Regions from separate parts of the Mus musculus genome. Here regions 1, 2, 4, 5, 6 and 7 are each linked to region 3. The links are chromatin contacts, called in public ChIA-PET, HiChIP or PLAC-seq, Micro-C and promoter capture Hi-C maps. All regions are on one chromosome and are shown on one strand. Each heading gives the region's core, a stretch centred on a gene start, on an enhancer-like site or on the middle of the called end of the contact. The rest is flanking DNA. Distances are from core to core; before and after follow the strand shown.

The links. Promoter capture Hi-C pulls out the DNA fragments that hold promoters and counts their contacts. Hi-C and Micro-C count contacts between places; a contact is called where the count stands out from the background. ChIA-PET counts read pairs in DNA pulled down with a chosen protein or histone mark. HiChIP or PLAC-seq counts read pairs in DNA pulled down with a chosen protein or histone mark. Capture Hi-C pulls out chosen DNA fragments and counts their contacts.
Region 1: a contact with region 3 is called in a promoter capture Hi-C map of pre-B cells, with 7 times the contacts expected there. The contact joins the promoter of Rapgefl1 here to the promoter of Cdk12 in region 3. A contact is called at or near these places in 6 of 39 promoter capture datasets (the C10 cell line, cranial neural crest, liver and 1 more).
Region 2: a Micro-C map of embryonic stem cells shows a contact between it and region 3, with 5 times the contacts expected there. The contact joins the promoter of Npepps here to the promoter of Cdk12 in region 3. A contact is called at or near these places in 1 of 484 Hi-C or Micro-C datasets (embryonic stem cells) and 3 of 115 datasets of contacts at active chromatin or transcription factors (astrocytes, embryonic stem cells and microglia).
Region 4: an H3K4me3 HiChIP or PLAC-seq map of embryonic stem cells shows a contact between it and region 3, with 7 times the contacts expected there. The contact joins the promoter of Epop here to the promoter of Cdk12 in region 3. A contact is called at or near these places in 3 of 115 datasets of contacts at active chromatin or transcription factors (embryonic stem cells, memory CD8 T cells and pancreatic cancer cells).
Region 5: a contact with region 3 is called in an RNA polymerase II ChIA-PET map of memory CD8 T cells, with 5 read pairs. The contact joins the promoter of Casc3 here to the promoter of Cdk12 in region 3. A contact is called at or near these places in 4 of 39 promoter capture datasets (the HPC-7 cell line, cranial neural crest, liver and 1 more), 1 of 484 Hi-C or Micro-C datasets (CD4 T cells) and 3 of 115 datasets of contacts at active chromatin or transcription factors (bone marrow-derived macrophages, large pre-B cells and memory CD8 T cells).
Region 6: a Micro-C map of embryonic stem cells shows a contact between it and region 3, with 7 times the contacts expected there. The contact joins the promoter of Top2a here to the promoter of Cdk12 in region 3. A contact is called at or near these places in 4 of 39 promoter capture datasets (the C10 cell line, embryonic stem cells, liver and 1 more), 4 of 484 Hi-C or Micro-C datasets (all in embryonic stem cells) and 2 of 115 datasets of contacts at active chromatin or transcription factors (embryonic stem cells and stem cell-derived neural progenitor cells).
Region 7: a contact with region 3 is called in a promoter capture Hi-C map of pancreatic islet. The contact joins the promoter of Cdc6 here to the promoter of Cdk12 in region 3. A contact is called at or near these places in 2 of 39 promoter capture datasets (liver and pre-B cells), 1 of 484 Hi-C or Micro-C datasets (embryonic stem cells) and 1 of 9 other capture datasets (pancreatic islet).

The regions. Positions count from the first base shown.
Region 1 is chr11:98,834,990-98,838,629 of GRCm38.p6, forward strand. Rapgefl1 (Rap guanine nucleotide exchange factor (GEF)-like 1) reads left to right here and starts at 1,796. Exons shown (of 15, transcript NM_001080925.1): 1 at 1,796-2,684. The coding sequence starts at 2,165.
Region 2 is chr11:97,278,980-97,282,693 of GRCm38.p6, forward strand. Npepps (aminopeptidase puromycin sensitive) reads right to left here and starts at 1,597. Exons shown (of 23, transcript NM_008942.3): 1 at 1,222-1,597. The coding sequence starts at 1,479. Gm11592 (a long non-coding RNA gene) reads left to right here and starts at 1,715. Exons shown (of 3, transcript XR_001780313.2): 1 at 1,715-2,162; 2 at 3,604-3,714.
Region 3 is chr11:98,201,710-98,205,633 of GRCm38.p6, forward strand. Cdk12 (cyclin-dependent kinase 12) reads left to right here and starts at 1,596. Exons shown (of 14, transcript NM_001109626.1): 1 at 1,596-2,701. The coding sequence starts at 1,659. It overlaps Gm38963 (a long non-coding RNA gene), which reads right to left and starts at 921. Exons shown (of 4, transcript XR_880193.2): 1 at 822-921.
Region 4 is chr11:97,628,122-97,631,803 of GRCm38.p6, forward strand. It overlaps Epop (elongin BC and polycomb repressive complex 2 associated protein), which reads right to left and starts at 1,595. Exons shown (of 1, transcript NM_175332.3): 1 at 1-1,595. The coding sequence starts at 1,160. The coding sequence ends at 51.
Region 5 is chr11:98,808,401-98,811,949 of GRCm38.p6, forward strand. It overlaps Casc3 (cancer susceptibility candidate 3), which reads left to right and starts at 1,408. Exons shown (of 14, transcript NM_138660.2): 1 at 1,408-1,691; 2 at 2,059-2,086; 3 at 2,498-2,535. The coding sequence starts at 1,464. Gm12359 (predicted gene 12359) reads right to left here and starts at 1,689. Exons shown (of 3, transcript NR_033551.1): 1 at 1,276-1,689.
Region 6 is chr11:99,021,782-99,025,788 of GRCm38.p6, forward strand. Top2a (topoisomerase (DNA) II alpha) reads right to left here and starts at 2,408. Exons shown (of 36, transcript NM_011623.2): 1 at 2,265-2,408; 2 at 1,059-1,211; 3 at 559-649. The coding sequence starts at 2,285.
Region 7 is chr11:98,905,981-98,909,464 of GRCm38.p6, forward strand. It overlaps Cdc6 (cell division cycle 6), which reads left to right and starts at 1,821. Exons shown (of 12, transcript NM_001025779.2): 1 at 1,821-2,001; 2 at 2,657-2,850. The coding sequence starts at 2,670. RefSeq lists an enhancer at 1-661.

The DNA.
Region 1 (3,640 bases), core at 546-3,045, 630 kb after region 3:
ATGCCCTATCAGTTTTCCCGCTGTGGGTCAGTCCATGGACCTACCTGTAGGTGACTCAAAACATCAAGGATTTGCAATTGCCAGATCTTCTTACAGCTGCAGTTGACCTAGAGCAGTGATTTCCAACACTGGCTGTTTGAATCACCTGGGGAGCTTTCTAAACTAACAGAGACCTTGGGCCTGCCACAGGATCCCATAATGGATCTAGGGTGTGACCTGGACATCAGCAATTCCAAAAAGCTCCCATGCGGTTTCAGTGTGTAGCCAGAACGGAAGCCACTGCTGCTCCAGGAGGACCACAAATTAATGCTTCCTTTGCTTCTGATTCAAGGTCTTGAATGTAGTGACTGCCACTTTCTGTAACTGGAAGGGTCTAGAGTCCGATTCCCCAAGCATTTAGTTTCTAGAAGTCTCTCGGTCCCTTTTTATTTCCAGCTCCCACACCCTTCACACTCCCCAATTTTTCACCCTTCCTAACCGACAATCCCAAATCCTGCCCAGAGAAGAGGTTACCAAGGCAACCGGCTTAATCTGGTAACTGTGGCATGTGCAGAAGAGAAGCCCTCCCCTCTTCTTGGTTCCTAAAAGGTTACCTGGGGAGCTCTAAGCCACTCTGGCCAGTTCCTACTTCCAACCTTAAGAGAGGCCGAGTGTCCAATTAAGGCTGTCCAGGAAACCAATGCTCAGATCCAGCTTCATAGCAAAATCGGAGCTTTTTTTTTTCTTTTTCTTTTTCTTTTTCTTTTTTTTTTTTTTTTTGTTCCCTCTCCAAATCCCCAGATGGGTGTGCAGAGCTTTATTTCTGTGAACACATGCTCTAGCACACATGGAACTGAGTTTGCACCGACAGCAACACAAGTGTAGTACACACCCTGTCAGTTTCACCACTCCCAGCTCTTAGCATTCCTGTCCATCCATGCCTTGCTGAGGCACAGTAAACAGGGGTGGGACTTTGCCCAAGGAACACCAGCCCACCAGGAACCCGGTGCCACTCCTTCACCATGTATACCAAGCCTGGATGTGTTCACACTGTCTCTACAGCCCCATCCTAGTGGAGTGTACCCTGGGAGACAGAATGCTCTGGCGTAGCCACCAGGAGTAAGGGCAATATTTCTCCCATTCTATGGCTATATACACTAATGTGCTAGGTGATGGATGATAGTTGGCAGTTTGGGGACTTACACATCTCTTCAGTCTTGCTTCCCTTCGCTACCACCTGGGCTAAGATGCCCTTGTGCTTTTGGTCGTCTCTTTCAGTCTACTATCTCTTTTCACCCCAATTAGACCTGCCACAACCTGCTGGCCTCTGCCTGGCTCTTTCCTACTTGCCAGTACTTGCCTTACAGGGCGGCCCTGCACCACCCCCTAAACCCTATCAGAAAGGAATATGGGTACCGCCCCCAGTGCCAATACCAGTTTACCCAAGACGCCGTCCCAGCCCTTCTCAACAGGTGGAAGATAATGACCAAATAAAATTGTGGGAAAGATGCAAAGAGTTCAGCAGTCTTTATAAGCCTCACCTGTGCACAGGTAGGCGTGCCAAGGTCAAACATATGCCCTGGTTATTTGAAATGCTCAAAAGAGACCCGGTAATCAAGAGCCAGGAGTCCTCTGCTTTGGTAGATCTCTCCCTCGCCTTTGCCCTTCTGCGACTGTCAGAAACCCAAGTCCTAATTTTCCTCGCGGTCAGCGCCAGAGCCCAAGTTCAAGCCTCGCGCGGCCGGGCGGGGGCGGGCCTAAGCAGGGTAGGGGCGGGGACTGGAGGAGGGGGCGCGGTCTCAATTCTGCCACCTTCCCCGGGGCCAGGAGCGCAGCCGCCGCCGCGTCCTCAGCCTTGCGCTCCGCCCGCTGCCTCTGTCGCCTCAGCCCGGCCCCGGAGCGCTGAGACGGGGACACCAGCCCCTCAGCCTGCCAACCCTTCGGCCGCAGCCGGCATGGGGGGCCGCTGAGAGCGAGCTCCTCTTCCCTCTGGCACCTCCCCCGGCCACTGGCCACTGGACTCTGGCCAGCGAGGCTCGGCCACCTCTCGCTCGCAGTCCGACGCCTGGCACGGCCCTCGGCTCTGCTCCCCCGGCTCTGAGCATCGTGTCCCCGCCTCCCCCCGCCCGCGCCTGGGACACCTGGGTCCCCCGGCGGCCCCTAAGAGAGGGGCGGGGGGGGGGGCATGAAGCCACTGGAGAAATTTTTGAAGAAGCAGACGTCTCAGCTGGCGGGGCGAGCGGTGACTGGAGGTCCCGGCGGGGGTCCGGGTTGCTGCGGAGGGCCTGGAGGGGGTGGGGGCCCTGGTGGGGGCGGCGGTCCGGCCGGGGGACTGCGGCCACTGCAGCGGCGTCAGAGCGTGTCTCGCCTGCTGCTCCCAGCTTTCCTCCGAGAGCCCCCAACCGAGCCCGGGCTGGAGCCGCCCGTTGAGGAGGAAGGGGGAGAGCCATTAGGGGTCTCTGAGGAGCCGGGCAGTGGGGGGCCCTGTTGGCTGCAGCTAGAGGAGGTTCCCGGGCCTGGGCCGATAGGATCTGGGGTGCCCCTGCGCTCTCCTTCCTCGTACTCCTCAGATGAGCTATCCCCCGGCGAACCCCTGGCTTCACCACCCTGGGCCCCCCTGGGCGCCCCCGAGCGGCCAGAGCATCTTCTGAACCGGGTTCTGGAGCGCCTGGCTGGAGGGACCACCAGGGACAGCAGCGCCTCAGGTAAGCCTGCTCATCCATCCCAGAGCAAGAGAGCACGGGGTTGGGGGTGGGAGGTGAGGGATTGGCCCGGGGGATGCTCCCTGATTGTTTTTTCTTGTCCTCAGTGTTGGTGTAGAGGATGAGGGGAAGCCCGAAGTAATGTAGGGGAAGGGGCATGGTAATGCGCACCCACCTTCCTCCCCACATTAGCTTCATTCTAGGGGAAGAAGGGAAACCATCTCTCTCCTTCAACTACCCTCCCTCTCTCTCGGCTATTTAAGCCAGTCTCCCACGAGCCCTTGATACTGCCTACCTCCTCCCACGCCCCTAAATTAGGGCCTGACACCCTAAGGTGGACGCTTTCCCGCTGAGGTTGTACGCTGCCCTCCAGACCATAGCTGAGGCCTGAAAACCGCTGACAGGAGTCCCTGGCTGTGTAGGAGCGCCTCACTTGGTGGGGCCATGTGGATAGTCACAGAACTCGGCTGCTTTTATTGGGGATGAATTCGAAGGTCTCTAAGGGAAGATACCAGGAGACTGCAGCATCCAGAAGGCTTTGGGCCTCCGTAGCACCCACCCTTCCCATGCCATGCCTCAGCAGAGGGCCTTTTTTAAAAAAATAATAACCACACCCTGAGAAGCCTGAGATGATGCCATTTCACCCACTATGAGAATGCCAGCACCCTATTAAAGGGCTTCTGAGGAACGTAGGCCCCCACATCGCTAGTTGGAATAGATGTAGAGATATCAGGGTCTTTAGATCTAACTAGGCACTCCACTAAACCCAGAAGGGGCTTAGGGTTGAGAGACCAAGCTTGAGACCCTAAAGAGGAGGGTGTTAGGAGTTACCCTTCCTTCTCTGCAAGGCATTCTGGCTCTAGGAGTGGAGTGTCACCCTCTACTCCATTTTTGTCCTGAAGGTCGGGGTCCCCTCTTTTGGCTCAGGCTGCAGTTGCCCTGGGGAGCTGACACCTTTT
Region 2 (3,714 bases), core at 347-2,846, 920 kb before region 3:
AGGCTGGCAAAGCCAATGTTCCAAATCTAAAAGCATACTTTTAAGTTCTGTACTTTTACACAGATTTTCAAACTCGAGTATCATACTTTCTCGGCTTTCAAATCACTCAAATTCTAGTCTACGTTTCTCTCATTTCATTGCAACACACACCCTCCCTCATCTTTTTGGTTGAGGCCTACTGGCCTGGCTTCCTCCACCACTCGTGTTCCCCAACCCCTAGCTGGGGTAGGAAAAGAAACGGAACCAATTCTATTTCCACCACTCCTGTCACAGATAGCTATCAAACAGCTCCCAATTTTCATTTCCGATCTCACGTAACACATCATACCCATGGTTATTTATCGTAACCGTTTGAGACCTCTGTGAGCCATCTATATGGATGGTCTCCGAAATCAAACAATACTGCCAGATAATGCTTCGGGGAGGAGGGAGGAGCGTATGATTCACCAAAAAAACTGCAAAGAAGAGTAATGGAATATTTTCACCAGTGGCAGGCTAAGACTGAGAGCTTTCTTTCAGAAGAGGGGACTGCTAAGCAACCGCCACTGAAGCAATAAATCCACCAGCTTCACAGGTTGCGAGAGCAAGGCGGATAGGAGAAGAGGAGCTAGGGTCCTCCGCGGCTTCTCTGGAGGTTAGGGGAGAACAAAGTCACTGCTGCACTGTCATTTGAGGGGAAGGGGGAGGGGGCGGATCATCCTGGAAACCCGGCCCCTGGGCAGGATCAGGCCGGGAGAACTCGGTGAGGCTGCCTGGGATTAACATTCTCGCTCCACTCCCCCCTGCCCCCAACCTTCTAGACTCGCCCCTCCTCGCTCTCAAGTGCCTGATGACCGCCCCTTCCAACCTATCCCCGGCGGAGTAAAGGGACGACCAGGAAAGAACGCAGTCCGCAGGGGTGCCACCGAGCAGGCAGTCCTAGCCCCTTCTAGTTCCCCAGCCCCCACCCAGCCTCTCCCGGAGCTCGGGGCCCGGAAGGCGGGGACCAGGGGCGCTGCACACAGGTGTGCTGGCCCCCCGAGGGGCGCACCGCCCGCAGACTCCCGCAGCGCGGTCCCCGCCCGGCCGGCCGGCTCGAGGGGCGCGCCGCACCCGCCTCCCGCTCGGTCCCGCGGCCCACGCGCCCAACCCGCCCCGGCCTCCAACCCAGCCCGCGGGCGCGGCCTAACTGCTCGCCCGCCCGCCCGCTGCTCGCCCCCCGGCGCCCGAGGGTCGCAGTACCTGGGCGGCGGCCTCCAGCTTGCCCTCGAAGGTGAAGTCCAGCAAATCGGGCTTGAGGCAGAGGCTGTAGTTGATGGGCGACACCTCGGCGGGCAGCCGCTCGAAGGGCCGCTTCTCCGGCATCGCGGCGAGGCCCAGGCTGTGGAGGCGGCGGCGGCGGCGAGAGGAGCGGCTGAGGAGGAGAAGGAGGGGAGGAGGCGGAGGGCCGAGGAGGAGCAGGCGGCGAGCGAGGGAGGGGACGGCGGCTGCCAGCCACATTCACCGGGCGCGGGCGACCGCCTGCCGAGAGCCGCCGGGGAGGCTGGGGCGGGGGACAGACCCAGCGGGTGCCTGGGCCGGGCGGGCGGGCGGGCGGCGGTGCGGGCGGGCTGCCTACGGGGAAGGGGGCGGAGGGGAGGGCAGGGGAGGAGGGCGGGGAGGGAGGCGGCGGCGGCTGCGTGCGCGACCCCGCGGGGCGGGCGCGACCCCGCTGAGGGCGCGCGCCGAGGGCGGGGCGGGGCGGCGAGGCCGCGGTCGGCGAACGGGGAAGGCGAGAGGAGGCGCTTGGCGCTGCACCTGTCGTCGGCCGGTGGCAGGAAAGAGCCACGAAGGGCATGGAGGAGCTCTGTGGAAAATGGAAGCCTACGCAGCGGTCAAGTCAGCGCGGGGGGGTAGGGGACGCGTGGAAAGAGCCATTCCACCTCAGCGGTGTGAGCCCGACCTGAGGCTTTTTTTTTTCCCTAGGAAATAGCCAGTTGAAGGGATGATCTGAAAACAGTTTTCCGAGGAAACACTTAGTTATTCAAGGTCGCTCCAACCAGTGAAATCTAGACCTTTTAGGAGAGTGGTTTCAAAGACTAGAAATACAGGATCCCACGATTTCATATTTAAAACAAGATGCTTCATTGCTGGGCACGGAGGCTGAGGCAGGACGATCATCATGGGCCAGCCTGGACTACAGAGTGAGTTCCAGAATGGTCTGGGCACACAGTAAGATTTTGATTAAGAAAACACAGATGATAATAATGATCAACTGTCTGTTTCCGGATTTTTCCCTTCCTGTGGTGCTAGGCTTTGAACTCAAAGCCTCTACACAGGCTGGGCAAGCGCCATGCCACTGAGCCACACCCCCACGCCCCTTGTTTTTGTTTCTGCTTTTTTAACTGAAAAGACCCTTTACCAGTTGTGACTTCTGTAAAAGTATCCTAACTGTGGCTCCCTCCATTCTGTAGTTATCTCTAAGACCTATGTTTAAATCAAGGCAAAAATATTCCTAAAAGCGTATTTCTTTTATAGAAACTTGTAAGGTAGAGTCAAAACTAAACAAGCACTGTCCTACAGACATGACACTGTGAGCCACTAGATAGAATTAAAACAACAGAAGTTATTGCACCTCATCTCCCTAGCCCAATATATTCAGATTATAATTTCATCATGTAATGCATTTTAAAGATGCTAATGAGGTGCCTGGCAGTGGTGGTACTGGCTTCTGGAGGCAGAGGCAGGCAGATCTCTCTGAGTTTGAGGCCAGCCTTCACTACAGAGTGAGTTCTAGGACAGCCAGGGCAACACATGGCTAATGCCTACTGTATTGGGCAGCACAGTTGTGGATCCTCAACCTGCCCTGCTTTCCTCCAAAAATCCTACGTGCTTTTTAGAAACACAGATGCAATTCTTAAAGAGACGGGCCTTTAATATGTCTGGAATACTTGCTAACACTTTACACGTTCATTTTATCTCTCAGACGCTCTGTGAGGTGGACCCCCAACCTGTTTTATATATGCAAAAACAGGCACATAGAAAGATCATGACTTGCTCTAGACCTGTGTACAGCTAATAATTGGTGGAGCTGGAATTGAGACCCAGTTGTTTCTGGTTTTCTCCTTGAGAACATTATAAACAGCTTCCTTCATAATTCTGCCAGTTTGGTTTATTCTAATCCAACTGTGTATGATCTCCTCAAAATGTTTGCATTTAAAAAAAAAAAAAAAAACAAAAGGCTTCCTCCTGTCAAAGCAAAATTGATTTATAACCATCTAAGGCTGCCTATGAGCTGTTTACCCTTTAACATCAATTCTACAGTCTAACTCGATTACTGTCTAGCCCTCACAGATTGCTAATTTGCTCAGGAATGAGTGTTTCAGTGGCCTGCTCATCCGTTTTTGTGAAATGTGCGCCCCTCCCTTCCCTCACCTTGCCAGGAAGAGTTCCATTGCAGAACTCCACCCTGCTCTAGCCCTTTCCGATTAGCTCCGGAACTCTGCCGATTCATGTGGACTTGGTCTTATGTTTTGCAATTGAATATTAGGTTTGTAGATCTTTGTAGGATGAGCTAGCAAGAGCTGGCTTGCTTTTTTTTTTATTTTGTTTTTAATGTTTTTTTTTTTTTTTCCTCTTGGACAGGGTTTCACTCTATAGCCTATGCTGGCCTCAAAATCACTATATAGAGCAGCCTGGCACGGAGCCTTTCAGCAGTTTTCCTGCCTCAGCCTTACAGGCAGCAGCAGCAGCCCC
Region 3 (3,924 bases), core at 346-2,845:
TAAAATGTAGTATAAAAGAAATACTTCCAGAGCCTGGCGGTAGTGGTACACAGAAACCGTCTCGAAAAGCCAAAAAAAAAAAAAAGAAATAAAAAGAAAAATACTTCCAGGAGACGTTACAACTGGCACTTCCTGAAGGTAGTGCACATAGGCTTAGACACGTTTTTTTCCCCGAGTCTCATTGTCTTCTCTGTTTGTAGAAACTGGACGTTTGTTATGGTAAAACATCCCAGCAGTCGAGAAACGGCTGAGGCTGAATAGCCACAACTGGGAGTCCAGCCTGGGTTACTAAGAACGTGCTGTAAGACATCCTGACATTTCCCCCAACTTTGGCACTCTAACCTTTCTACTGACTAGCCCCCCTGAATCCGGGAGTCCTTGCCTGTAAATTCGCAATGAGGACAGTGTCCCATGGGTGTGAGGGCAGAGAAAATGAATGCAAAACGCCTAAACTCAGCAAATTCCGCAGTACCAAGCGTTGTTTGCACATTCAGACTTAAAGCAGGGCGGTGGTGGTGCGTGCTCCATGCCCTTAATCGCAGCACTCCGGAGGCAGAGGCAGGCGGATTTCTGAGTTCGAGGCCAGCCTGGTCTACAGAGTGAGTTCCAGGACAGCCAAGGCTACTCAGAGAAACCCTGTCTCAGAAACCCAAGCCCTACCAGAATCCCCAATATTCAAACTTGCGCTGTAATGTCCCCAATGTTCACTTGTCCCTTGTTTTTTTTTTTTTTTTTAAACCCTATTAAATCAAAAGACTTCTTACAAGCTGTGCTAAGACCCATCCCCACCGGAACCTGGGGATATTTAATCAAAGAATTACCATTTAGGTTTAAATTTTAAAGGTAATCTCCGCAACTTCCGCTCCTATAAAGCCCCCCAAAAGGGGGAGTTGGAAAAGTATCGCGAGAATCTAACGGGCTGCGTTTGCGGCTTGGGTCCCGTTCTCGCGTTTTCTGGTGAAGGAATGTGTCGAGGTGAAAAGGGAAGCGCCAAGTATCGCGGGAGTCCAGCGGAGTCTCGCGATACTTGCGGCATTCGCCCCTCCCCCTCCCCCTCTAGTGCCGTTTCGGTTTAATCTAGTGTGTGAGTGAGTCTGGGCGAGGGAGTGAGATGTGGCTGTGAGGTGTCGGTGTGAGGCGGAGGCTAGCGAAGGGGGCTCCCTCAGGCACGAGGGACAAAGGGGGGGAGCTGAGGCAACCTAGGCCGCGGAGGCCTGGCGACAGGAAGCCAGCCGCCCCGAGCCGGGCGACCGGGTAGGGGAAGGGCCTGCGTAGTCCTCCCGGGGCTCCAGAGCCGCCGTCGGCCCCACAGGCTCCGGCGGACGCCTTCCTACTTCCTTGAGCGCCAGGGCTCGCGGGCCCGAATATCGGCTCGGCGGGGGTGGGCGGCCGTGAGGGGCGGACTCGAGCAGCTCCCGGCGTCGCGCTCCTCCCGTGCCGAGGAACTCTTGGTTTCTTCCCTCTCTCCTTCACCCCCCACCTCATGTAGGAGGGCGCTGAGGCGGCGAGAGGGAGGAGGAGCCTCGCCTGCGGTCCCTGCCCTCCCCACCCCCGTCTAGGGGCTCTTCGGGGGGCGTGGAGTCGGGGCTGGGGGGGAGGGTGGGGCTTTTTGGAGCGCCGGGGAACTTTTTCCCCTGCTTCAGGCCCGGGGAAAGGGAATGCCCAATTCCGAGAGACATGGGGGCAAGAAGGACGGGAGCGGAGGAGCTTCTGGAACTTCGCAGCCGTCATCGGGAGGTGGCAGCTCCAACAGCAGGGAGCGTCACCGCTTGGTGTCGAAGCACAAGCGGCATAAGTCCAAGCACTCCAAAGACGTGGGGCTGGTGACCCCCGAAGCGGCATCTTTGGGTACCATAATCAAACCACTGGTGGAGTACGATGACATCAGCTCTGATTCAGACACCTTCTCCGATGACACGGCCTTCAAATCAGACCGGAGGGAGAACGAGGAACGTCGGGGAACGGATCGGAGCGATCGCCTGCACCGACATCGTCACCACCAGCACCGGCGGTCCCGAGACTTGCTAAAAACTAAACAGACGGAAAAGGAAAAAAATCAGGAAGTCTCCAAATCTGGATCTATGAAGGACCGGGTATCGGGCAGTTCCAAACGGTCCGTGGAGGGGAGTGATGATTATGGGAAGGCCCAGCTATCCAAAAGCGGCAGCAAGGAATCCAGGTCGTCCAAAATGCACAAGGAGAAGACCCGCAAAGAGCGAGAGTTAAAGTCTGGATACAAGGACCGGAGTAAAAGTCATCGGAAAAGGGAAACACCCAAAAGTTACAAAACCGTGGCTAGCCCTAAACGGAGATCCAGGAGTCCCCATAGGAAATGGTCTGACAGTTCCAAGCAAGATGACAGCCCTTCCGGAGCTTCTTATGGCCAAGACTACGATCTTAGCCCCCCAAGGTCTCACACTTCTAGCAACTATGACTCCTACAAGAAGAGTCCTGGAAGTACCTCAAGAAGGCAGTCAATCAGCCCACCTTACAAAGAGCCTTCTGCTTACCAGTCCAGCACTCGGTCACCCAGTCCTTACAGCCGACGACAGAGGTCTGTGAGTCCCTATAGCCGGAGACGGTCCTCCAGCTATGAAAGGAGCGGCTCTTACAGCGGGAGATCACCCAGCCCCTATGGCCGAAGGCGATCAAGCAGCCCTTTCCTGAGCAAGAGGTCTCTGAGTCGGAGTCCACTCCCCAGGTGAGCTGTTGTCTGTCCTTCCTAAGGTAGGGTCGGTTGGGAGGAATTGAAAATGAGTCTTTAACATTTTGTTAAAGCTTTCAGTGTTCTTCTTTGACAAGTCATTTAGGTAAGTTTGGCTTTCCCCTCGCCCAATTGAGAAGTAAACATTCCAAGTGCCTCCAACTATTCAAGCAAGGTAGGTAAGGTACTTTGCAGTAATGGAGAACTTTCAGCTGTGAGAACTTGCTTCTACCTAGCGGGTGCATAGTCTTCAGAACTCGTTTAGCTGTTTGTTGCTTTGTCTTAAAATTTTGTAAGTCGTGTTGATACCAGTGCTTAAACTTTATTGGAACTCACAAGAGAATTTTAAGAAGTTACAAATTTTCGTTTCTACTGTTTGCATAAGTTATCGTAATCAATTTTGTCTACCATGTTCCCAAGTCTATAGTTATCACTGTTTTACTTCTGAAAAGTCCTGTCTTTTAACTGTTAAGTGAAAATTAAGATAACGAGAGTACTTTTTGATAGAGTTTAGCAAAAAGTGATTGAGATTTGTTTACAGTACCAATGTTGACCACTTACTTAGTGTTGAAACACTGGTAGTTTTCAAAATTTTCTTTGAAATATGTGCTAATAATGCCTTCGGCTTGCTATTTTTGTAAGAAAGATTGTTAATTTGAAATTATCTATGAAATTATCTATCCTGTCTCATGTATAGACCCATCTCTGTCCACAACAACAGAACAGGAGCTGTATATTATCTGAGTAGAATCTTAATACTTTTTTTTGTGAACTACGGCAAATTATTTAATTTTTCCATACCAGAGTTTCTTCATTTGGAAGATAGGAATAAAAACTACCTACTTCAAGGCTCTTGTGAAGATTAGTAAATAATGAAGCATGATAAATAATGTGCCATATACATAGTATGACTCAGTACATTTTATAAGTGAATGCCACTGACAGAGAAAATAACTCATGCATATGTTTTATAAATCAGTATATATATCACTGGCTTGAACTTACAACTAAAGTGGATTTGCCTAACTACAGTGCTTAAGTTTTCTTAGTGTTTTCTCATTCTAGTATTAAAAAATTTAATAGGTTGAAGTTTATAAACATGTATCTAACACCTAAATTCTGTAATTTGTGACATTTTCTTTAATTCCATTAGTCCATCTTTTGTTTAGATTCATCTCAAAGTTGTAGCAATCAGTATACTTTGTAAGCATTCAGCATGT
Region 4 (3,682 bases), core at 345-2,844, 570 kb before region 3:
CAGTCTGTCCGGGGAACCCAACTTGCCCCCGGGTAGAAGAGGTCCGACGCTCATAGTTCTTCCAAGTTGACCCACCAGGATTTGAGACCCGGGGGCTCAGGGACAGCGGGTCCTCCCATCTGCCACTTCCACAGCGGGTGGGCAGGCGGCGGCTTGGCGTCTCCCTGGAGGCGAAGCGAGGAAGCCGGCCCTAGGTCTCCGTTCTCTTCCACCACCAGAGCTGGGGGACAGGGGAAGCAGTCAAGGAGGCTGAAGGTGCTCGATGTAGGAAGCGTCGGGACGGGCCGCCGTGGCTGCACACTGGGCGGGGGCGGCGCTGGCCGCCGTCGTTTCTTGGCTGCTCCACGGGCTTTGGCCGCGGGCCGTTCGGGCCCTCGGCGCAAACTTGGAGTGTCCAGGGCGAACCCCTTCGCGTAACACCAAAGTTTCGAGCGGCGGATCAGGCGGTTGAAATGTTCCTGGCGGAGATCGCGGGGCGGGTCCGGTGCTGCGTCTGCCGTCGAGGGGCTGAGCGCGGGTGCCTCAGGCGCGGTCGGCGCAGGGTCTCCACCCCCTGGAGCCTCGGAGGCCGGCACAGGCTGCTCGGAAGGCGCAGGCTCCGGGGAGAGGCCCGCAGGTGGCGACGGAGGCGGGGAGCCGGGCTCAAGGGGCGGACTGCTAGCTGCATCAAGACCCCGGGCTGGCCTGGGCGGGGACCAGGCGGGGTTGGTCGGAGAGTCCTGAGGACGCAGGGGAGCAGGGCAGCGGCCCGGAGGTGCGCAGGAACCAGCGCCGAAGTGCGGGAAGCCGCCTCCGCCCTCTTCCTCCTCTCCACCGCCTGGGCACACCGCGACGTCTGCATCCTCGCGGGCCGGGGAGCTCACGTCGCTCGGCCGCCCGGCCTGTCCCCCGAGGTGCTTCAGGCCGTCCGCGGCCCAGCCTCCTGTGCATGGCGAGGCCGGGGGGCCCAGCAGCACCGGGGTCCGCGGCGCCAGCTCTCCAGGCCCCAGGCCCAGGGAGGACGGCCGGGGTTTGGCAAGGGCGCAGAAGGCGAGGGCACGCAGGCACAGTGGGGAGAACTCTGGGGTCCCCCGACGCGGCTTCAGGGGCGTAGGCGAGCAGGGAGACCCCCGCGGGGAAGCGGGCACTGCCAGGCGGGGAGGAGGACACAGAGTCTCCATGGAGCAGCCTTGGGGGTCGCCCACTGCGGGGGCCCTGGTCCCAACGGCGGGATACCCCGGCGGCCCGAAGAGCCTGCGGGCCAGGGGAACATCGCCCCCCGTCGACGGGGAGGTCTGTGCTCACGGGCGTCCGGGGCCCACCACCAAGAGCCCGCGGCGGCGCTCCGGCTCTCTCCTCGGTATCGTCACGCGGCCCTCGCCGCGGCCGGACTCCTGGGTCCCCGCGCGTCCCCGGTGCGATCGGTCGCGCTTCCTGCCGCCGCGTTCCCGGCGCAATGCCCGGCACGATCACCCCTCAACGCCGAGGCGGGGGCAAACAAAGCAGCCGGCGCTCGCCGCCGGCGGGAAGGACCCCGGCCCGGCGCCCGGTGCCCGGGCCCAGCGGCGGGGAGGGCGCCTTCCGCCCTCTCAGCTTCTTTCTTCCCCGCTGGCTCCGGAGACCGCGTTATAGAGAACTGCCCCCTCGCTGCCCCAATACCAGCGCCGCGGCTGCGAGCCCGCCTCTGATTGGGCGCTGCTGCTCTGACGTCACGTAGACCCCACCCCTCTGGCGGCACGGCCCCCGTCCCCATTCCGCACACAGACACACACACGTGGACCCGGAGCTGCTGGGCTGGAGGGCGGAGAGCAGGGACGCGTGGATCTAGGCGCGCGCGGGTGGAAGTGCGAGGGGCCAGACGCACGGCTCCTGGTGGCCTGTTGATGGCCTGGGATCGTTTTAGCTGGTCGCAGGTCCAGTCACTTGTTTACCCAGTAGAAGTCGCGGTTTTTCCGCATCTGTAAAATGGGAAAGTTTGTTTCAGCCCTTTGGAAGAAAATGGTGCTCCGTGAATTCAGAGAGACAAACTCAAAACCAACGTAGAGGAAAAAGATGAAGCCGAGCGTCGGTGGCTTAAGAGCTTGGTGTAGCAAGGAGTCGCTTGCTAAGAGTGTCCTGTGGTCTTTGCTCAGGGCCGGTAGAACAGGGGCCTGGCACTCGGGAACTCAAAAGCAAACAAAAACGCTTGTAGAGTGAATGATTAGGAATTCGCTATATATGTGCAAGATTCATAAAAGAAAAAAATAAATTTGGAGAAAGGGGAGCTTCGACACACCCACGGAAGACAATAAGCTGACTTTCTCTCCGTACTTGTTTCCTTTTCTTGGTGAAGTATGGAAGTGCCCCACATCTTAACGGAATTCCAACGCGCTGGCACCGTTGGGAGCCTCCAGATCCCAGGACTCGACCATCTGGATCCTGAGCGACCTGAATGGGTGGAAAAGACCAAAAACCTTACTCTCCATCCACAAACAAAAAGTGAATAATTTCCAGAACATGCTCTGATAATGTACACATCTCTCACATCTCTTCCCCTCTAGTTCCTACACAGCCTGCTCATTTGTGAAACTGGCTTGTTCCTTAGTGCTGACCTCTCCTCGGAGTCTAGAAAGAGCTGGTGCCCTGGCTGCACAGTCGAGCCCAGCGGCCAGTAGAGCATCCAGTCTTGATCACTGCTATATCCCTACTGCCCAAACGGCACAATAAACATTTGTGAGTCTTTGGGCTATTCATCGTCATCCTAAAATCAGGTTAGAAACAGCTGCTTTTCATCTGCAGAAGTACACGAGATTTATATGTTGGCTTGGACTAGGGGTAGGATGAGACTGAGGGATACAGATTTTTCTTCTGAGCCAGGGCAAAAGAAAGCTCTCCCTCCCTCGCTGATAGGGTCTCACCCACCATGTGGCCTGGAACTCCAGCGTCTGGCTTCACCCTCCCGAGTGCTACACTTAACATGTACAATCGCTTTTTCTGTACCAGGACAAATGATGCAGCTTGCATCCTCATCCTCCCAGCGGTGACAATAGACACACTGTTTTTCTAAATAACATCAAACAAGACCTGAGAAGAAAGGGATGGGAGGATGGGCCCCCCCCCCCCCCACACACACACCCTTTCCTTGGCAGAGACCCAAGGTAAAGCTTCAAAGTGGGACTTACTGATGAAGAGGGTTCAATATTCTGATCTCCCACTTCCCCTACCCCAGGTTTCCTCTAAGGAACAGCTGTCATGAAGTGGGTGGGTCCCTCTGGGGTCCTGCCAGGTCACATGTTTGAACTGGATCTAACCTCCAGGCTCCTTTGCCCATAGAGCCCTCACCCTACTTTAATCTCTCTCTCTCTATCTGGAAGACATTATAGAAGGTGGGTGATCTGCACTAGGGAGGGGGTTGGAAGCCTTAGCAGGATGTTTTTGGCTTAGAGAGAGAGACATCTAACTCCATGCTCTTCTCTAGGTTCTGTGACAGATGTCTGAGATCAGCCTTGGCCCACTGCAGGAGCTTGGCCTGGGAGGCTCCTTTCTCTTCCCCGTTTTCTGGTGTCTCTCGAATTTGCAGCCCTGCACCCAGCACGGTGTGGATCTCTGTGTGAATAAATCAGGGAAAATTATATAACAATGCAGCTCCCAGGCTTCTCCCTTCTCCCACTCCAAAGCTGCCAGCTCCCCAACCCTGAGATAAGGGTTTTAATGAAGGGGTCAA
Region 5 (3,549 bases), core at 158-2,657, 610 kb after region 3:
ACAGCCAGGAGAGCCCCAGGTTCAAGATCAGCCTAGCTTCCATGAGACCCTGTCTCAAAAAACAAAAGAAAGTAGGATCCAGAGCAGGATTACAGGTATTGTCCCCTCATAGCCTGCATCTGGGGAGGCTGAAGCTGGTGGGTCCCGAGTGATGAAAAGGCTAGCTTGAGGTCATAGATTTTCTTAAAAAAAAAAAAAAAAAAGAAAAAAGAAAAAAAACATCCCAAGCTGGATTCCGACCAAACAACTAAAGGACAAAGTGGCATGCTATCCTTGTCCTTATTTAGACACTCAACTTGGCAGTCTTGCTGCACCATTTTAGATTGTGATGGATAAGATTCTTATGCCTTTCACACTTATTAAATCATGCATCCTCCATTTTGAGTTCAGGCAGTTGTTTCTGGAGCTGAACTCCATGATACATTTGGCCACCTGTCACCAGTTGAATCAGTCCCTGCAGACAGTCATGATTCCTTGGAGTCTCATACTGTTTATAGATCTGGTAAGCAGTGGGGACCTTTAGCTATTTATGAAAACAGCTCAGAGTCCTCTTAACTCATCTATTTGATGTATATTAACAATATGCAGTAATAAATTAGCTTACAAACTATATGTTGCTGCAAGGTAGTTGTGCTGAGTTTTCTTTCACTGCTGATAAATGCATACCCAAAGCATTCTCTGTAGAGTAACAATGCACCAGGATTTGAAACTAATACCTCGAGACATTGAAGGGGCAGAGAGGGTCCAAAACTAGCCTCTTAACTAGTCAAGGGTGATCCAGCTCTGATGTTTTAAAAGCATAGTAAGACTAGTGTCCTTCCAACCTTCAGTTCTCAAAATGAGATAACTAGGTTAGGAAGACACATGGAGAAAGGAGATTTTGAATACACCCAGGAAACACCGCAATACTAAGTTCTGTCCCCACTGCAGTTTCTCCTTTCCCCTAAATTTAGACTGAGGTGAAGAGCTGGCAACTGACGCAGGACTAAAGGCTTTTTCACCTGGACTCGTGATTTTTAACCATGCGAAGGAATACAGTAAAATGTTCTGTATAGAATTCAGGGGAAAGCGAGCAATGGAAAACGAAAATCATGCAATTGCTCCAACGTCGCACTGGAGCTAGAAGAGCTCGAAACCCTCCCCAAGGAAAGTCCAAGATGGCCGAGCTAAGAACCCGAAGAGGATGCAATAGCCCCGCTCCCAGGCGCCCTCCGCCCGCCGGGGCTAGGGGTGTGGGGGTGTGGGGAAATAAAGCGCTAGGCCACGCCTCCTTACATCACCGACAGACGTCATCTCGCTCTCCAGAAAACGTGCCGCAGGGTGCAGGCCCCGCCCCGCGGAAAGAAGGGCGGCCCTCCCTGGACGTGAAGCACGCTGGGACTCCGGAGTCTCGAGCTTCCCGGCAGCCTCCGCGGCGGGCGTGGTGCGTAAGGAGCTGACCAGCGGTGGCCGTTCTCCGTAAGATGGCGGACCGGCGGCGGCAGCGCGCTTCCCAGGACACGGAGGACGAGGAATCCGGGGCTTCGGGTTCCGACAGCGGCTCTCCGGCGCGGGGCGGCGGCAGCTGCAGCGGGAGCGTCGGAGGCGGCGGCAGTGGCTCGCTGCCTTCTCAGCGCGGCGGCCGCGGCGGGGGCCTTCACCTGCGGCGGGTGGAGAGCGGGGGCGCCAAGAGCGCCGAGGAGTCTGAGTGTGTGAGTGAGCGGCGGGCGGTCCAGGGCGGCGACCCGGCAGGGGGCGGGCTGGAGATGCTGTGAGATGCCGGGCCTCCTCTTAGAGGGAAAGAAAGGTTGTCCCGCTGCGAATCTGCATCCACCCAGAGCCCCGGGGAAGGAGGACTGGGTGGTTTCTGAGCTCAGGGCGTGCAATGTTTACACGGAAACTGGGGCTGGGATGTAGAGAACCGCCATTCTCGATGTGACTTCTGAAGATTTATCTTGCCCCATATTCCTACCCAACCATCTGTGTTGATTCTTCAGTCGTCCCTCACGGTTATCTGCGGGTGGGCTCCCCGCGTCTGGAAATCACCAACTCTAACCTGTGTGATCTTCTTCCTCCCAGGAGAGTGAAGATGGCATGGAAGGAGATGGTGAGTAATTTTACTTTATCTTGAATTCTTGTGGATGTAAATTAAGGCCATGTATATCTTACACTGGGTCTTTCTCGGTTTGTTAGGGGTTTTTGGAGAGCGTTCCCCGGGAGTGGCGTTTGTGTCATGGTGATGATGAGCATGCTTGTTTGGTTTGGTTCCTTTTTGGAAGGTGACAGATTGAGTGCACTGTGGTGACTTAGAATAACACCTGACAACAGCATAGTTTTTCGTCAGTGTGGTCCCAAAGTTCTCCATCTGTCAACAGAAACTATAATTTTATCTGCCCCAGAAAGTTGCTGCGTCCACAAATTAAGTGAGGATGTTTGCCTGGCCCAAAACGAACTGTCAGAAATGTAGTAACAAACGTTTATGTTATTACATATCACATAATTTGTCTTTTCCTTTCAGCTGTTCTTTCCGATTATGAAAGTGCAGAAGATTCAGAAGTGAGTGTGATAGATTCTTTTTCCTTATGGCGTAAGTCAGAAAATGTCTCTTTAAAAAAACCTCTAGCTGTGTGGTACAAAAATTCCCTGACTTGCTTCTCTTATACATTCTTCTCGTGTGCTTTTAAAAGTCTGTTAGAAGTCTGGTGATGGTGGCACATGTCTTTAATTCCAGCCTTGCCCGGTTAATGACTGCAACTTGAAGCCACACCTCTTGAAGGGACAGGTTACACTTAGTTGATTTATTCTCAGTAAAGAAAGTGAGTTTGTGAGTCAGAGAATACGATGCTGAAATCCTTTACAAGGTGTTGGACAGGGTCCTTTATATGTCTGGATTGAGAAGACAGCCACTTGACTGGCTCCTCATGCATGCATGATTTTGAAATCTTGGAAGGACAGAATTCTGAATAGTTTGTGCAAAAACGCATCCTTCGTGGTGGTGCATGCCTTGAATCCCAGCAATTGGGAGGCAGAGGCAGGCAGATTTCCGAGTTCGAGGCCAGCCTGGTCTACAGAGTGAGTCCCAGGACAGCCAGGGCTATACAGAGAAGCCCTGTCTCGAAAAACAAAACAAAACAAACAAACAAACAAACAAACAAAAAAACTGCATCCTTTATTTTATAGCTAGAGTTTTTTGGTATCTGTGGTAATGTTTTCCAAATCAGAAAACATATTGTGAACTTTGTTTTGATTGGATGGTAGCTGTAGATACTGTCAGAATGACATTGTCATGGAGTTAGTTATTTTGTGCAGGATTGGTTGAACAGACTCGTGTTCTGTGTTTTAGAGATAGGTTGCATTCAGGAAGAAGCAGATGGTGGACCAAGGGTTTGGTTTGTGACTGTGCTTGTTGTATTATTTAGGTTGGGATTTCTTTGTTTTTTGATGCTGCAGGGTGAGCCTACAGGTCAATACATGCAAGAAAAGTGTGCTACCGCGGAGTGTTCTGCCTTAGCCCTTATCTTATAAATATTGTGGAATTTTGACTGTCTTGCCTTATTACACTTAAGGAGG
Region 6 (4,007 bases), core at 1,158-3,657, 820 kb after region 3:
AAAATAAAATATACACTTAGAAGACATTAAAGTGCTTTAAAACACATTAGATTCACAAGTAACAAAAAAAAAATGCCATTAACAAGGCCTTAGTTTACAGCAGTCTTTATTGAGACAGAACCACAAGCATTTCATGCTGACTTTGAACTTGCTACATGGCAAAGAACAACCTTGAGCTCTTGATCTTCCTGCATCTATCTCCTCAGCATTGGAATTAACACCTTGCTGGCTTATTATAGCAACTTCTGTTCACAGTACTATTTCCAGAGAAAAAGTGAATTTTCTGGACTTTATTGGACTGCTTCTTTCTTTTTCTTTTTTCTTTTTGAGGTAGGGTCTAACTGCCCCAGAACTCATTATGTAGATCAAGCCGACTTTCAATCCAGACATTTACCCACCTGTGCAGGGATTAAAGGTGTGAGCTGCCGCGTGCAGCCCGACTGTCTCACTTCTGACCACTAACTACTTGAAATGACAGCAGCTATGTCTACAGAAGGTTTGCTATGAATGATACCTAGGACTTAACCAGTAGATCTTTATATCAAAATATTTACTTACCTAGAATCTCATCAAAGATTTTATACAAACCAGGAACAAAAGTGACTTCCCTGTAGTTAATGCCAACATCTTCATCGTAAACCCACATTTGCTAGAAAAGGCAAAGAAAGTTATTTTTATCTCTCTATCTATCTATTTATTGTTTTGTCATTAACACTCTTAGCCTTTTCTTTTTTGAGACAGTGTCTCACTATGTAGCACTGACTGGCCAGAAACTGGCTACACAGACCAGGCTGGCCTCAGAGATCCACCTGCCTCTGACTCCTGAGTGTTGGGATCAAAGGCGTGCACCAACACAACCAGGAGTGGTCTTCTAGAATGTTGAAACACACACACACACACACACACATACACACACACACACACACACACACGCCTGCAGTATATACATGAATGATGGATCAGTTCCAATGACAGTAAATAAGTAAAAAAAAAAAAAAAAATCCTGACAAAGTATGCCATGACAATAAAGCAAGCGCACTTTGCTAGTTTGGTTTTACCTGGGTCACTAACTCCACAGAGCCAATGTAGGTATCTGGGCGGAGCAGTATATGTTCCAGTTGTGTTTTTTTCTGATAGATTCTTTCAATAGACAATCTTTTCTTGCCATCTTCATTCTTCTTTTTGTTCATTAGCATATTTTCATTTACAGGCTAGCCATTAGGGGAATTAAAAATAAACTTAATTTTAGCCACAAGTTTATCAGAAGTGGTCAACAAAATATCTGCAACAATGATAAAGTCCATACACTCTATCACCATCTATCCCCTGCTTGTAGGTACTGGTAGAGTTTACATAGTTTTGAACGAACAAGTCAATTAAAATCCTTGTGATTAGGTTCTGTGGTTTGAGTATTCGTGATGCTGGGGATGGAACCCAAGGTCCCCCCACCCCCCCTTGCATGCACATGCTAGGCAAATGCTCTGACCACTGAGCAAAATTCCCAGACCATTTTTTTCACCCCCTGTTGCTGTTTTTGAGAGTCCCATTAAATAGCTTAAGGCATCCTCTTGCCTCAGTCTCTGGAGCAGCTGCCATTTCAGGCCTGCCCCACTAGGTCTGGCTACAGATGCCCGTTTAAATAGGTATTTTAGTTCTGCAAGTATGGACATTTCTGCCTTGAGTAATATTTTTTATGTCATCGATAAACTACACTCAACTTCTTCCATCTAATGGGAAAATATTTAGTGAGTGCCGACATAGGCTCGTGCCGATTACAGATGGTATCCACCCGTAGCAGTTGGGATGCTAGCAATGCAAACCCTTGGCTACATTCACATCCCGAAACTGGACTTTTTTTGAGCCACTCGGTCGGCCAGCTCCTCAATGGGAACTGCCATGCTCTGCACCTTCCGTGATGAGTTATTCAAATCACCCAGGGAAGGGAAGAGGGCCACTGAATTCGAGTATAAGCCGGCTGGAAGTCACACAGAAGCCATTAGACTACAGACCGATCGCAGGACTAGTTGAACCTGCTCCCACAAACAATAAAAACACAACACTCAAGAACCCAGATTAGATTATAGATATCATTTCGGAAAGAGCTTCACCCAGTCCACGACCCCTCAAGGCCCAGAAGATGGGGCTGACCGGATCCAGCCGGTCGCCGGCCAGCGCTCGGCCCTGGAACCTCAACTCTCGCCGTCAGCCATGAACGCAGAGGCCACGTAAAGGCTCTACTACCCGGCCCCATCCGCGAGCTGTACCTGCAGCGGTGACAACTCCATGGTGACGGTCCTGAAGAGGCTCGAGAATCCGGAAAGCGACAAAACCAGCGGGAAACGCTAGGCGACCCGCGACGCGCGACGCGGGACCTGGACGCTCCCCTCACAGACGCTTGTCGGTTAGGAGAGCTTCCCTAGTTTCATTTGAACCTTTATCTAGCCCGCCCAAATCAGAGGAACCAATCACCGACTCGCTCTCATTGGCTCTGTTTGCAGTAACCAATCGTAGATCGTCTTTTATTCGAACAAAAGACCGCCTTTTCGAATAAACCAATTAGGTAAAAGAAGGCGGGAGAATCTTCAAAATGGACCAATAGCAATTGTTGGTGGTACTGACAGAAAATCTGACCAATGAGGAAGGTCCATGTGCTCTGAGAGACACTCTGAAGAGAGGGAAGGCATTTTGGAAGTGCAAAGTGGTTGACTAAGCCGTCCTTCTGAATATAACTAGAAAACGGATGCTCATTCTTTATTTCAGATCTGTTGAGATTACAGAGTCTTAATCCTGCGATGAGTTTTCCTTTTTTTTTCCTGACCGAGGAAACAACGCCATCCCTCCCTCAAGGCTGGCCAAGGCAGCGGTTCTCAGCCTGTGGGTCGTGACTCTTGGGGGTCGCATATCAGATAGTTTACCTTACAACTCATAACAGCAGCAAAAAAATTACAGTTATGAAGTAGCAATGGAATAATTATGGTAGCAGGGCATCACAACATGAGACGCTATGTTGAAGGGTCGCAACCTTAGGAAGTTGAGAAGCGCTGAGTTAATGCTGGCAAAGTTCTGGCAAGTTCTTCTGCTTGCGGTCTTAGGCTGCCACACACGAAGAGTATAGAGATGCCAGCAAAATCGCGAGCAGCACTAACACTCCCTGTGGATCACCCCTGATACAAAGATTCATTCATGCTTCTTCAGTGGAGCTGAGAGGCCCTCATGAGACGGGAACTTCTCCCTCAGTCAGCTGCTGAGGGAATCTACAAGAGCTCTTTATATTTGCCCTCTATGCATAATGCAGTCTAGAGCACCGTTCAATTTGACATAAGAGGTGGGGGCTTGGTGGGTTCTCGATGGAGGAAGCTTCAATTTCCTGTGCTAAAAGTAAAAATGGTAGATATAAACTGGTTATGTGTGACGACACCACCCCTTTAATCCCAGCACTTGGGAGGCAGAAGCAGGTGGATCTTGGAGTTTATGGCCAGCCTGGTCTACAGAGCAGGTTCCAGAGCAGCCAGGGCTACACAGAGAAACCCTTTCTCTAACCCCACCACCACCCTCAAAAAAATCGCTATTATCAGCAAGGAATTTCTTAAATTTAAACATTTTTCCTTTCCAAAAGGCGCCCAAGATCAACCATTATTAAATAACTTCACGTGTCCAACAACAACCCTGCTGGCAAAGTGAAAGAGAAGGCCAATGAAGAAATGTGGCCTGGCTGGTGGGAAAACCAAAGGAGTAGAGTTTTAACCTTGTTCTGATCCTGTCTTCAGTGTTTTTAGCCTTGTCCTGTGTGTTAATAAAGGAGGGTGACTTCAATGCTTAGGGCCACTAGGGACTCAGCAATTAAGACCTTTTTTTTGGTGTTTTTTTTTTTGGGGGGGGGGAGGGGGCAGGTTGTTTCGAGACAGGGTTCCTCTGTGTAGTCCTGGCAGTCCTGGAACTCACTTTGTAGACCAGGCTGGCCTCGAACTCAGAAATCTGCCTGCCTCTGCCTCCTAAGTGCTGGATTA
Region 7 (3,484 bases), core at 571-3,070, 700 kb after region 3:
ATATGCACATTAAATACAACTTCCCTGCTCCCTCCCCTGTAACTCAGGTAGGTCCTGAGCTACCATCTCCTAAGCTGACTGGACCTATGTTGCTATTTCCAACGACGGTGTGTGGGTAGGTTTTAGGTCCTCAAGTTACAAAGATGTGAGCCAGGGAGGTGCTCTCCGGTTCCACTGCCCTGGGAGAAACAGCATCCAAGCTGAAAACCTCCCTTCCGTGGCCTGTTCTCCATCTACCACGGCAGCTCGTTTTCTTCTGGAGTCAGTGCTTAGCTGCTCGAAAACCTTCACAGAGTGGACCCCTTCACCATCTTGACCTGTTTAGAACCCAACTCTCTTTAATCCTCCATAATTAGGTAGTCAAGAGTTTAGTTTTCTGTCAGACTATTTAAAATGCAAATATCAGCTCTTACAATTAGTTATAAAAACTTCCTAGGGAGCCGGGCGGTGATGGCACACGCCTTTAATCCCAGCACTTGGGATTTCTGAGTTCAAGGCCAGCCTGGTCTACAAAGTGAGTTCCAGGACAGCCAGGGCTATAGAGAAACCCTGTCTCGAAAAATAAACAAACCAAACAAAACCAAAAACCTTCCTCGGGTGCTTATAAAGACTAATTAAGGTGATAGAGGTAAAATAACGAGCTCAGACCCACACACTTACGTTGGCTCTTCCCAGCTATTTGAAATGAGAGGTAACTGGCGATTGTGCTGTTGTGCTCCTACTTGTAGCTTTGTGTCTGTTTTATTTGGTATCAGACAATAAAAGATATATCCTATAGCCAGGTGTGGTGGCGCACACCTTTAATCTCAGCACTTGGGAGGCAGACCCAGACAGATCTCTTGAGTTTAAGGCCAGCCTAGTCTACGTAGTTCCAAGACAGCCAGAGCTACAAATAAAAAGTCTCAGAAAACAATAACAACCAAAACAAAACAAACCAAGAACAAAATCCCATAGACTTTACCATTACCTAGAATTGGGCTCTGGTCTTTAGAAGAACCCGAGTAACCTTGGAGCCTGACCTGCCTGCAAATGGCTGCTCTAGTTACATTTTTCATTAAATGCTCAGCTTGCCTTGCCGATAACTCTTTTCCTTGGGTCCCAGACCCTAGTGCTTGGCCATAAGAGATTTTCAAATTAAAGAGACATAATTTTACTCCCTATGATGTGTAGCTAGATGGATGTTAAGGCAGCACTTGGAATGTATGACCTTGAAATTATACGTTTGGTGTTGCACTTGTTTCTCACTGAGCAAGCGCAAGTCAACAAATAGTGAGATGATGTCAGTTTGCTTAGATAGGTCTAGAACTTGCCCCCCCGCCCCCCAAAAAAATACCCTGGTTCGAGTTATCAGCTCCTCCCCACAGAAAATTCTGTGACCTTATACATTCATTTGCTTCATGCCATACAGGACCGCCCCCCAAAAAGTAGGCCTTGTAGCCCTCTTAAAATCTAGCCCACCAGAATAATGAAAATAGGGATGTTTGGCAGATAAGATGAGCAAAGGTAGCCCAGTAGAATGAGGACGTTAGGCAACGGTGGGGAGGCTGGGTGGAGGACAAAGTAGAAATAAAAATACGGAAGTAGATGTGCGTAGAGGCAAAAAAAAAAAAAAAAAAAAAAAAACTACACTTCCCGCCAGGCTTTACGGCGTGACGCGCTCGTAAACGCGCGCCTTTCCTCCGAGGTCTCAAAAGTTAACGCCCTCCCGGGCGAGTGGGTGTGACTTCGTGGTGGTCGCTGAGACCTGGGGCTGTCCTATTGGCTGCCGGCCGTCACCGGCGAAGGCGTGGTGATGAGTGACAACTAATCAGAAGCCTGGCTGGACTTTGGCGGGAGACGAGAAGGCTGAAGTAGAGCGGCTTTGGCGCGAGTTGACTTTGCAGCTGCTGTAGAATTTGTGGCGGGAGAGTTTTTACGGTGGTGATCGAGACGCGAGGAGTGTGCACTGAGCGACACGGCCCTGAAGAGTGCAAAGCTCCGCGAGGTCTGGTGTCCAGAGAGGTGAGGCTGGTCCGAGCAAGGCCGGTGGAGAGCGGGAAATCGCCTGGGGTCTGAGGCTGGGTCAGGGAGGGGGTTGTGAGCTCTAGAAGCGGTTCGAGCACGCCGCGTTGGGAAGGAGAGAGCTGCTGGGAGGAAACGGTGTAGGGTGGGGTCGGGAGTTTGGTGGAGTGCTGGCTAGTTTTGAGCAGAGGACGCAGCTGCCCTTGCCCAGGACTTGGGAGAGCCTAAAGGTGACGGTCTGGAACCAAACCAGTGCTAAAGACGTCTCACATGTCTGCAGGGAAGGAGCTAAAGTATTATAGAAATAAATGGAGACAGACTTCTGGCATCATACAAGTGTAAGAACTTGGCTTCTGGTCCCAGGGTGCCCAGGGTGATAGCCGTGTGTTTCTGTGACTATCTCTTTAAGAGAGGGCTAATAGTGTCTACATTTGACGTATGGTAAGACTGTAGTGTGTAATATGTGTATAACGGAATGTTACACGTACTAGGCAGACAGACGTTACCCTTTATTACATAGATTTGCATGGGAAGCACAACTAAATGTTAAAAATGCTATGTTAACGTGATTTATGGAGTGCTGGTCCCCAATATAATTATTTATATTGCTCTGTGTGTTTTTCTCTTTGCTCTCCTGATTTTCCTTTGTATCCAGTTGTGTGGCCATCATGCCTCAAACCAGATCCCAGACACAAGCTACCATCGGTTTTCCGAAAAAGAAGCTATCTAATACCCTGAAGAAACCCAATTCCCGGGATTGTGAAGTAAAACTTAGAAACGTCCAGCCTGTACCCACCACTCCGTGTGTGGACGTAAAACTTCTGCCTCTCAGTCCCCGAAAACGTCTGGGTAAGCCCTCCGCTTTGTGAGTGCGACTTTGTGACTGAGCTCTCAGCCTTTCCTGCCTTGATGCTGAGGTGCCTGGCTCTTAAAACCAGAGCTGTATTTGCCTTCATAATGGCTGCCAAGTGTGTACCGAATTTCACGGTTGAGCCGTACACTAGAGATCATTTGCTAAGGAACCTAGGTTTGATCTTCATTTCCTTAGTTCTGTCCTTTACATTTCCCTTGAAGTTATAGTGTTATGGAACTCGCCTGCGTGCTTGTGAAATTAAGAGGAAACAAATAACCCGGGAGGTGGTGAGCTTGCTTTTAATCCCAGCACTCAGAAGGCAGAGGCAGGTGGGTCTCTTGAGTTTGGGGCCAACCTGGTCCACAGAGTGAGTTTCAGGCCAGCCTGGGTTAACCCAGAGAACTCCTGTCTTGAGAAAGAAAAATTTGATGAGATTCTTAATATTTTTTTAATTTTTGCTATCAAATAGTACTTGACAGCCATTTCCGGTTTTCGATGTGTTTGGTGTTTTTGGAGAAATGATCTCTAACTCAGGCTGGCCTGGAACTCGCTTTTGTAGCCCAGGATTGCCTCAGACTTGAGGTCCTTCCCGCGCTACCACGCATACTGTGTGTGGTAATGTTGCAGCTG